2 separate regions of the Zea mays genome follow, and region 1 is linked to region 2. Evidence: chromatin contacts called from public Hi-C data. All regions are on one chromosome and are shown on one strand. The core of a region is the stretch at or near the end of the contact, and the rest is flanking DNA. Distances in the headings are between cores, read along the strand shown. Region 1 holds the start of LOC103644219 (polygalacturonase ADPG2). Region 2 holds the start of LOC541803 (cellulose synthase 5).

What was found. A called contact is a pair of places that touch in the nucleus more often than the background predicts.
Region 1: a contact with region 2 is called in a Hi-C map of bundle sheath, with 2.1 times the contacts expected there. The contact joins the promoter of LOC103644219 here to the promoter of LOC541803 in region 2. A contact is called at or near these places in 7 of 25 Hi-C or Micro-C datasets (bundle sheath, ear, endosperm and 2 more).

What each region holds. Positions count from the first base shown.
Region 1 is chr1:297,831,911-297,836,192 of Zm-B73-REFERENCE-NAM-5.0, reverse strand. LOC103644219 (polygalacturonase ADPG2) reads right to left here and starts at 2,608. Exons shown (of 3, transcript XM_008667417.2): 1 at 1,966-2,608; 2 at 1,639-1,867; 3 at 749-1,545. The coding sequence starts at 2,523. The coding sequence ends at 905.
Region 2 is chr1:297,615,513-297,619,983 of Zm-B73-REFERENCE-NAM-5.0, reverse strand. LOC541803 (cellulose synthase 5) reads left to right here and starts at 3,212. Exons shown (of 14, transcript NM_001111485.2): 1 at 3,212-3,491; 2 at 3,634-3,826; 3 at 4,125-4,372; 4 at 4,471. The coding sequence starts at 3,471.

The sequences.
Region 1 (4,282 bases), core at 1,359-3,858, 220 kb before region 2:
GTATCCCATTGCCCTTGAGCTCAAAACTAAATACCCTAGTATAGGGAATCAATTTCGGGTGTCTTAAGACATCCTCACATGTGCCGAAGAGTAACCATCCAAAGATAATGATAAAAGATCTCTTGTCATTGAGAGGTTTGAGACCTTTGAATCATATATGAACAGTGGTCAAAACCTTTTGATTATGTCTGCATCAATGATACACTACCCCTAGCGAGCTATAACAAACCCATTCATGGTAATTATGCTCAAATACTTAGCGGGTGTTTGGCATGGCTATAGGTTCCAGCTTCAACGTGGAGCTATAGTTTATAATATAAATCTAAATAGTTATAGATTTTTAATCTAGACAATAAATAAAATAATTTGTCCAAATGTCTTATAAAGGTTTGTAAATGTAACTTTATGATTTTCTAGAACACATAATAACCTGTTCACCAATTCATCCACTAAAATTTCTGGAGCTCGAGTAGTTCCAAACAGGGCCTTAGACCCTTAGTCATCTATTTTGGTGTGTAATAATATCCACGATCATTGAGCACTCACGCATAGTCCGAATAAGTGAAATGTTTACCGTCTTATCAGAAGGGTGTTTCTTCTTGTTGTTTTTTTTGTGGCTCAAATAGGTGTGGGACCAGGACAATAGGCCAAGACGCCCAATTATGCGCGATGTTTAGAGCTGTCCAGGTCGCCACACCATGTTTGATTCTGAAATCTCAAGCGTCATGTCCCCTAAAATACAAGCAGCTGATGTGGATGCGTGGTTGTGGTTGCTATATATTAATATATATAACAGTACATTATACATGCATGGGTGTTACGTACTACTTACGTGAAGGAAATGACAAATACACTGACGTACTCACTGAGCACAGCAGCAAAACGACGAACTGCATGCAGGTCTCTAGTTCCACAGTGACCAGGAACTCCACGAGCGCAAAGACGACGCGAGCTCGTGATCTAAGAGGAACTCCAACAGCTGCCCAACCTTGCCCTCCTCCTTCGAGGTGCACGGCTGCGGAACGACCTTTCCGGACTTTCTCCACTTGGCATTCTGGCAGGTGCTCTCCGCGTGTCCCTTCCCGCCCTGCATTTTGAGGTCAATGTTCTGCAGGACGATGCCCCGGCACGGGACGTCCCTGCTGCAGCTCATCCTGATGGCGTCCCTGGTGACGGTCGTCCCCCGGATGTTCCTGAAGACGACGTCGCTGATCTGCACCGCCGACCTCTGCTCCCGGCACGGCGGCTCAGCCTCGGCCCTGTCGCAGTAGCTCTGGTCGATGACGATCGGGTTCCTGACGCCGTGCATGGCCATGTTCTGGAACGTGATGTCCCTGGCGTACCCGCTGCCTCCCTGGTACGTCTTGATCCGGGCCCCGTTGGTGGTGCCGTGTAGCTGCACTGAGTCTATGGTGATGCCGGAGACCTCCGCTCGCGAGTCGTCGTCTCCTAGGCTCCCGACGCTGATCCCGTGCCCGGGGCCACAGACGACGCCGGAGACGTGGAGGCCGTGCGTCCCGTCCTCGATCGACATGCAGTCGTCTCCTGCGAAATTGAGCAGGGAAAAGTTTGAATTGAAGGCATAGTAGTGGTGTCCATGGCTTGGCGTACGTGTTGGCTGCTACTACTACTACGTACCTGTCTTGATCTTGCAGTTCGTGACGCGCACATCTTTGCTGCGCGTGATGTGGATGCCGTCGGTGTTAGGGCTCGTGCCGGGTGCTGTGATGGACAGCCTTGACACCTGCACGCTGGCGCAGTCCTCGATCGACATGTGGATCTGCTGGCTGTTCATCATCTTGAGATTCTCCACCCTTAGATTGGTGCAGTAGTGGAACGACAGAGCCGTTGGAGCCGCCTTGCAGGGCTATAGAGAAAGAGAGAAGAAGCCAGTTCAGTTAGGAGGTCACACATGACACACACACTTCGTTTTTAGAACCGGTCGGCGCCACAGCTTTATACTACCAGAGCCTTGTTGATCTTGCACGAGTGCGGCCACCAGCTGTGTCCGTTGCCGTCGATGGAGCCACGGCCGTGGACAGTGAGCCTGTCGACGCTCCGGAACACGATCCAGTGCCTCCGGTCGCTGTCGCTCCAGTCCGCCCTGTTGGGCGACGCCACCAGGGTGCCCTTCACGGTGACCGCGACGCGGGACCTGCACGGGCCACGCAGGACGACGAGCTTGAGCAGGTAGCGCCTGCCGCCGGGGACGAGCAGGACGGCCGGCCGCGGCGAGGCGCACGCCGCCTCCCACGCCCTGGCGAGCGCGCCCGTGTCGTCGTGCCTGCCGTCGCCGCGGGCGCCGTAGCGGTCGAGGCTGAACACGCTCTGGTGAGACGACGACGGCCACGTCAGGGACCCGCTGCACGTGTAGCTCGCACCGTCGGCTGCGGTGCCGTTGCTCGCGCTTACTACTACGGCCTCGAGAGCGCCGGACGAGAGGTGGAGGAGGAGGAGGAGGAGCGCGAGGAGGGGCAGGGCCGCCGTGGACGCGAGCATTGTCGGCTTCATGCTGGACGCCATGGGCAGCGCCAAGCACCGATGGACAGGCCTCAACTCTGAAGTGAATCGCGTCGTCAGCACGGAACTGAAGTCGGAGGCGATCGTGCTCGCGGCTTCAGCTTTAAATTCTGGTCGCGGGGGACCTGAGCCGACGCAGTTTTGGTTTTTGCCCAGCTTGGTGTCGGGATCGTGACGCGCGCGCCGGGACGAACTAGGGATTCTATTCTGTCTGGGGGTTGCGTTGCCGTTGAAGGATCACGCACACGCGGAGGGCAGAGGTTAGGCTGGCCTGGAGCGTGCCTGCAGCATGCAGCCATGCTTGCGGACGGAAGGGAACCCGTGGATAAGATTCTTGCTTCAGGTATTGCGCCAGAGGGATAAAAATGAGTACCGTGACAGAACCTGAATCTGAGCCTCCTGCTGGATCCTCGTGACAAAATTTCTCGAATTCTGCATCTCGCCACCAAACAGTTGGCACATGTACCTTGGTGCAGGTCAAGTAGCCCCATTCTTTGGTGTGCCCTGTGCTAGATGAGCCGAGCCCATCATGTTAGCAGGGAGAGAGGCCCAATCATAGCCCAGCTTGAATTTGTCTTCCTTAGCCCAGATTTGCACGGGCCTGCCCTACTGCATTTTCGGAGGTCCTTTTTCCCCCAGTTCCGTTAAGCCTATCTATGCTGCGACTTTTTGCTGGAAGTAAAATTGTAGTAGGGGGCCCGCAGCCGCAGTGTCCAGTCCTTTCTCGTAGGCTCTGCACCGCTGGTGGCCTGTGGCTCTGGTTGCCCTTTCGGTCTTTATCTGTTCAAAAAGGAAAAAGAAAAGAAAAAAGAAAACCGATATCAGTTAATTTGCTGTGTTTTGAGCAGCGAGTTGTTCAGTGAGTTTCTATTTTGTATAGTAATAATATGACCCAGTATGGGGGAATTCGCATCCGAATCTGTAGTCCGTATAGGCGTGTCTGCTGGAGACGGTTCTGGACCTCTAGGCTCTAGCAAGAGAGACAAGATGAGTACTCATCGGAGCAGGGAGACCCAAAGAGACAGGAGTCTGATGGCGGCCGTCCAGCCGACGGTGCGCGTGGGCGTGGCAGCAGATGGCCGTCCAGCAGATCGATCGGATCGGCGGTGAACAACGAAGCACAGCCACGATGGCTGTCACGATGATGACGAGGTACAGTGCGTGTCTGCCGATCAGCATCGAGGTCATTATCGGTTGTTTTCACCATCCGCAGTTAAGGCTTGTGTGATAACGTACACAGTACCACTGTCCCGCCGACGGGGGCACCGGCACCCATCCGTCTCAGTCAGGAGGGAAAGACTCAGTGCCCATGACAACATACAAAATCATATTGTGCCCCTTCAAATTACATGAAATCCCAACAAAAAAAATTTATTTGCTTATTTTCATAGCCGTCCACGTCATACGATCGTACACGTTCATTTTTATATTATATTGTACAAAATGATACGTACACGTACACGTATAATAATCACACTAATGCCTGGTGGGAAAAAAGAATAGCCTAGCGTTGCAAGAATATGAATGTCCTCCCGTGTATCTTTCAGGCATGCAACAAACATCCACTTATTTGGAGTTTTATGGGAGCAGGATGGTCTTTACAAATACCGGCCATCGAAGATATATGCCATTAGCAAAGTAGTACCTCCGGTTATACTCGTAACTGTTTACCATGAAGTCCACCTTTGTTACTTCACCCTTAAAACATGTCGACAAAGAACAATTAATTATTGGTTGAGCACGTTCACGTCGTTGTTCTATC
Region 2 (4,471 bases), core at 1,963-4,462:
TTAGCACATTTCTGCCTATCTGAGATTGAAGAACCTTCGTTGTCATTCTGCTGAAGCTTCCTCCAGCATTCTTGAGCCCCTCAGGCATCCGAAGGTAACAATATGTTCCACTAGGGGTTATGAAGCTGGTCTTCGGCTCATCCTCCTTCTTCATCCAAATTTGATGATAGCCTGAATAACAATCCAGCAGACTCATAAGCTCTGATGAAGCTGCTGCATCAACTAGGGAATCTATCCTTGGCAATGGAAACTCGTCCTTCGGACAGGCCTTGTTGAGATCAGTAAAATCGATACACATCATCCATTTACCATTGGCCTTCTTTACCATAACACTGTTAGCCAGCCATTCTGGGTATTTTACCTCTCTGATAACTCCGGCACTGAGGAGTCTTTTCACTTCATTCCGAGCACCTTCGGCCTTGTCATCAGACATCTTCCGAAGCCTCTGCTTTCTGGGTCTGAAGGATGGATCAACATTGATTGAGTGTTCAATAACATCCCTGTTAACTCCGCAAAGATCATTGGCTGACCATGCAAAAACATCTTTGTTGTTGAACAGAAACCTTATCAAGGTTTTCTCCTGTTCCTCTGACAGTTGAGATCCCAACAGCACCTTCTGCTCTGCTATGTCCTCGCATAAAAGCATGGGCTTCGGCTGATCGGCCGAAGCAGCTTTCTCCCTTCTGAACTTGTATTGCTCACAAGCTTCAGCTCCATCTATGTTATGGATTGCTTTTGAGTCTGTCCAATTTCCTTCGGCCCTTCTGGCAGCTTCCTGACTTCCATGAATAGCAATGGGTCCTTGGTCTGAAGGTATCTTCATGCAAAGATATGCTGGATGAAGAATTGCTTCGAAGGCATTGAGAGTACCACGACCAATGATTGCATTGTAAGGGTATTCCATGTCAACAATATCGAATACAACTTGTTCAATCCTTGTGTTGTTGATATATCCGAAGGTTACTGGCATTGTGATTTTTCCGAGTGCTACAATCTGTCTTCCTCCGAAGCCACAAAGGGGGTGTGTGGCATCATGGATCTTGTCTTCGGGCTCTTGCATGTGTCTGAAGGCCTTAGCGAATATGATATCAGCTGCACTGCCTGTATCAACCAAAACATTATGGACTAGAAATCCTTTGATCACACAAAAGATAACCATAACATCATTGTGTGGGTAATCCTTGAGCTGAAGATCCTCTTGAGAAAAAGTAATTGGAATGTGAGACCATCTTGATTTGATGAAGGGTCCTTGTACCCCTACATGTTGTACTCTTCTCTGTGCCTCCTTCTTCTGTTTCTTGTTGGCCGGTTCTGAGCATGAACCGCCTGTTATCGGGAGAACCAGCTTCGGAGCCGAAGCAGTTCCAGCTTGATTCTTGATCGAAGCCATCAGCTCAAAAAAGTGGAAGTGAGTTCACCGGAGGTGGGCGCCAATGTTGGGGACTTGTTCTCAAATACTATGAATCAAGAACAAGGCAACATAGAAATTGTTAAATGTTATAGTCCTTCGTCCTTCGAAGCATTATCTCCCTCAGGATATAATGGGTTCCAGACGAAGGTTATGAAGGTTATACCTTCATAAACACGACAAATAATGAGGAAGGATAAAAAATATGTAAAATAATTTAAACACATGATTATTATTATTAACTTATTTCTATTCCATTATTGTAAAAATGATAACAAATTACAAATGTACCTTCGGCTTGAAGGAAAGCAAAAATACCAGCGTGAAGCAAAAACAAATGCCCAATGCGTGATTACAGAAAAGCACGTGAACAGTACAGGGGTGCTGTTCACCTATTTATAGGCACAGTTCACAGCCTGTATATAATTACATTTATACCCTTTACAATGAACTACAATAATGACACAGAATATTATGGGTCTTCAAGTCATTTCATCTTTAAGTCGGTTCACCCCTTCGTCTTGAGACATATCACTGTGCCGAAGCTTTACAGTCGCTAGCTTCGGCGCTGCTTTGGAGAGGATTTGCCGAAGGTGTTCATTTCTTTAGGATCTTCGGCTACGAAGCATACCCCCAACAGGGCGCCTGAGCACAACGAGGAGGCAGATGCCGATGGCGCTAGCGACGATGATTATATGGGGACCGTGGTTGTTAGGGTTTAACCGAATGGATTGCGATCGGGGCGGATAAATCACATGGGGTTGTTAGGTTTTGTCGAGTGGATAGGATCCCGGATCGTTGGGAGGACGTGTGCAGGTGCAGGTGGGGGCATGGCCGGGAGGGAGTGGATGCGAGAAATGGGAGGTGTGGGGGCGGCGGTCCGAGGAGAAGGGGTTGGAGCGGATTTTGCGAGCACGGGGAGGCAGGCGCGGACGCATGCGTGTGCGCGGAGAGGGAGCGAGGGATGGTAGTGCGTCTAGTGTCGTGGCCTACATTATTAATTTAATAGATAGTACATATTATATTGGGTCCTCCTACTTATTATCTACATATCTATGTGACTATGTGTTCCAAACTAAAAAGCTAGATATAACGATCTAGATATATTCGGAGCGAGTGGATCCGAATTCATGCTTAACGACATTGCTCCACCTTGGCCTAGGCAAACAATCAGTTCTACCTTGTAGTGGCACGAATACACGTATGTGATGATACTGTATTTGTACACGATCACAGTGGAAACTCAACTGTTCGGCTGTTTGACAGCATATGTGCAGCTGTGACCTTAAGGATCCACACATTCCATTCCATGACATTCCTTAAAAAAAACCCCCCATCCTACGACATTCATTCATTCCCGTCCGTCCTTCGGGCAGTCCTCCACTCCTCCTCCAGCGGCATTGCGGCAGCCAACCAATCCCCAGCTGTCGCGCGTTGCCGCAGTCCCTGCCACTCGGCCCCACACGCCCTCTCCAGAGTCCAGCTGTGCGGCCGACCACGAGAGCGAGGTCTCGACATGGACTCCCCCACGTACATCGCTGTCCTGTGGTCCCCGTCCACCCCACCGCTAATCCCATTCCCCACCTGGCCTCCCCCACGCGAAAACTAACAGCCAAAACCAAGGACAGATCAACTCCAACCTCGCAAGCGAATCCAAAATTACCCAGCAAAATCCCGGGGTTTATCACTCAATCACCGATCGCTAAACCCCGGCACCACGCAAGCAAGGTGGTAACACGCCGATCCAATCCGCACGGCATTGCCTCGTGTGCGCGTCCCCCCACCCCACCCCACCCCGTCGCCGTCTCGTCGGTGCCGCGTCCCTTTTCCCCTCCCCCCTCCGTCGCCGCCTCGAGCGAGCTCCACCACTTGCTCCTGCGCGAGGTGAACACTGGGTTAGGGCCACTGCCACCGCTGGGCTGCCTCTGCTTCTGCCTCTCCCGCCAGCGCGCGAGCCCGGGGGCGATTCGGCGCCGGCACGCGGGAGGGGAAGCCGAGGAATGCGGTGAGTCGGCGGGGGTCCGGCGTTTGTGAACTCGTGGAGGGCTCGGATTGGTGCGCCATGGACGGCGGCGACGCCACGGTGAGTGGCACGCATTTCGGGGGACGGGGGTTGGGGGAATTATAGGGAGTAGCAGGAGGGTTTTCTCCCGCGGTTTGTTCGTTACTGAAGGTGTTTTCGTGTGTGTGCCTTTTGGGTTTGGTTTATCTGCGCGCGTGCGAAGAATTCGGGGAAGCATGTGGCCGGGCAGGTGTGCCAGATCTGCGGCGACGGCGTGGGCACCGCGGCGGACGGCGACCTCTTCACCGCCTGCGACGTCTGCGGCTTCCCCGTGTGCCGCCCATGCTACGAGTACGAGCGCAAGGACGGCACCCAGGCGTGCCCGCAGTGCAAGACTAAGTACAAGCGCCACAAAGGTATGGCCAACCGCCGCCATTTCCACCGATTTCCATGTACTCCAGGTTGAGTGCAGCAGGCTAGGCTGCAACAGCCACTGAAATCAAGCAGGTAGTTGTGTTTTAATCGCTAGGAACAGGTAATAGTTCAGTGTTTGGCAAATTTATTCAGATTCTCACCGTAAGCTAGCTCTCTCAGTGAACTGTACTCGAATTGTAGTTTCGAGTCACATTGCCGCCAAGAGCCACAAGAGTGGAATTCTTTGGCTTCAACCGAGGCTGAATCTTATTCTTTACTCAATCGTGTTCTGTTGTTCAGGGAGCCCACCAGTACACGGTGAGGAAAATGAGGATGTGGATGCTGACGATGTGAGTGACTACAACTACCAAGCATCTGGCAACCAGGATCAGAAGCAAAAGATTGCTGAGAGAATGCTCACCTGGCGGACAAACTCACGTGGCAGTGATATTGGCCTGGCTAAGTATGACAGCGGTGAAATTGGGCATGGGAAGTATGACAGTGGTGAGATCCCTCGTGGATATATCCCGTCACTAACTCATAGCCAGGTTGGAGTTGAAACTTTAGACTTTTAAGGCGATTGTGTTAAATATAGTTCAGAAGACATAACTAATATTCAGTTCCTTCATATGAATCGTATTTACAGA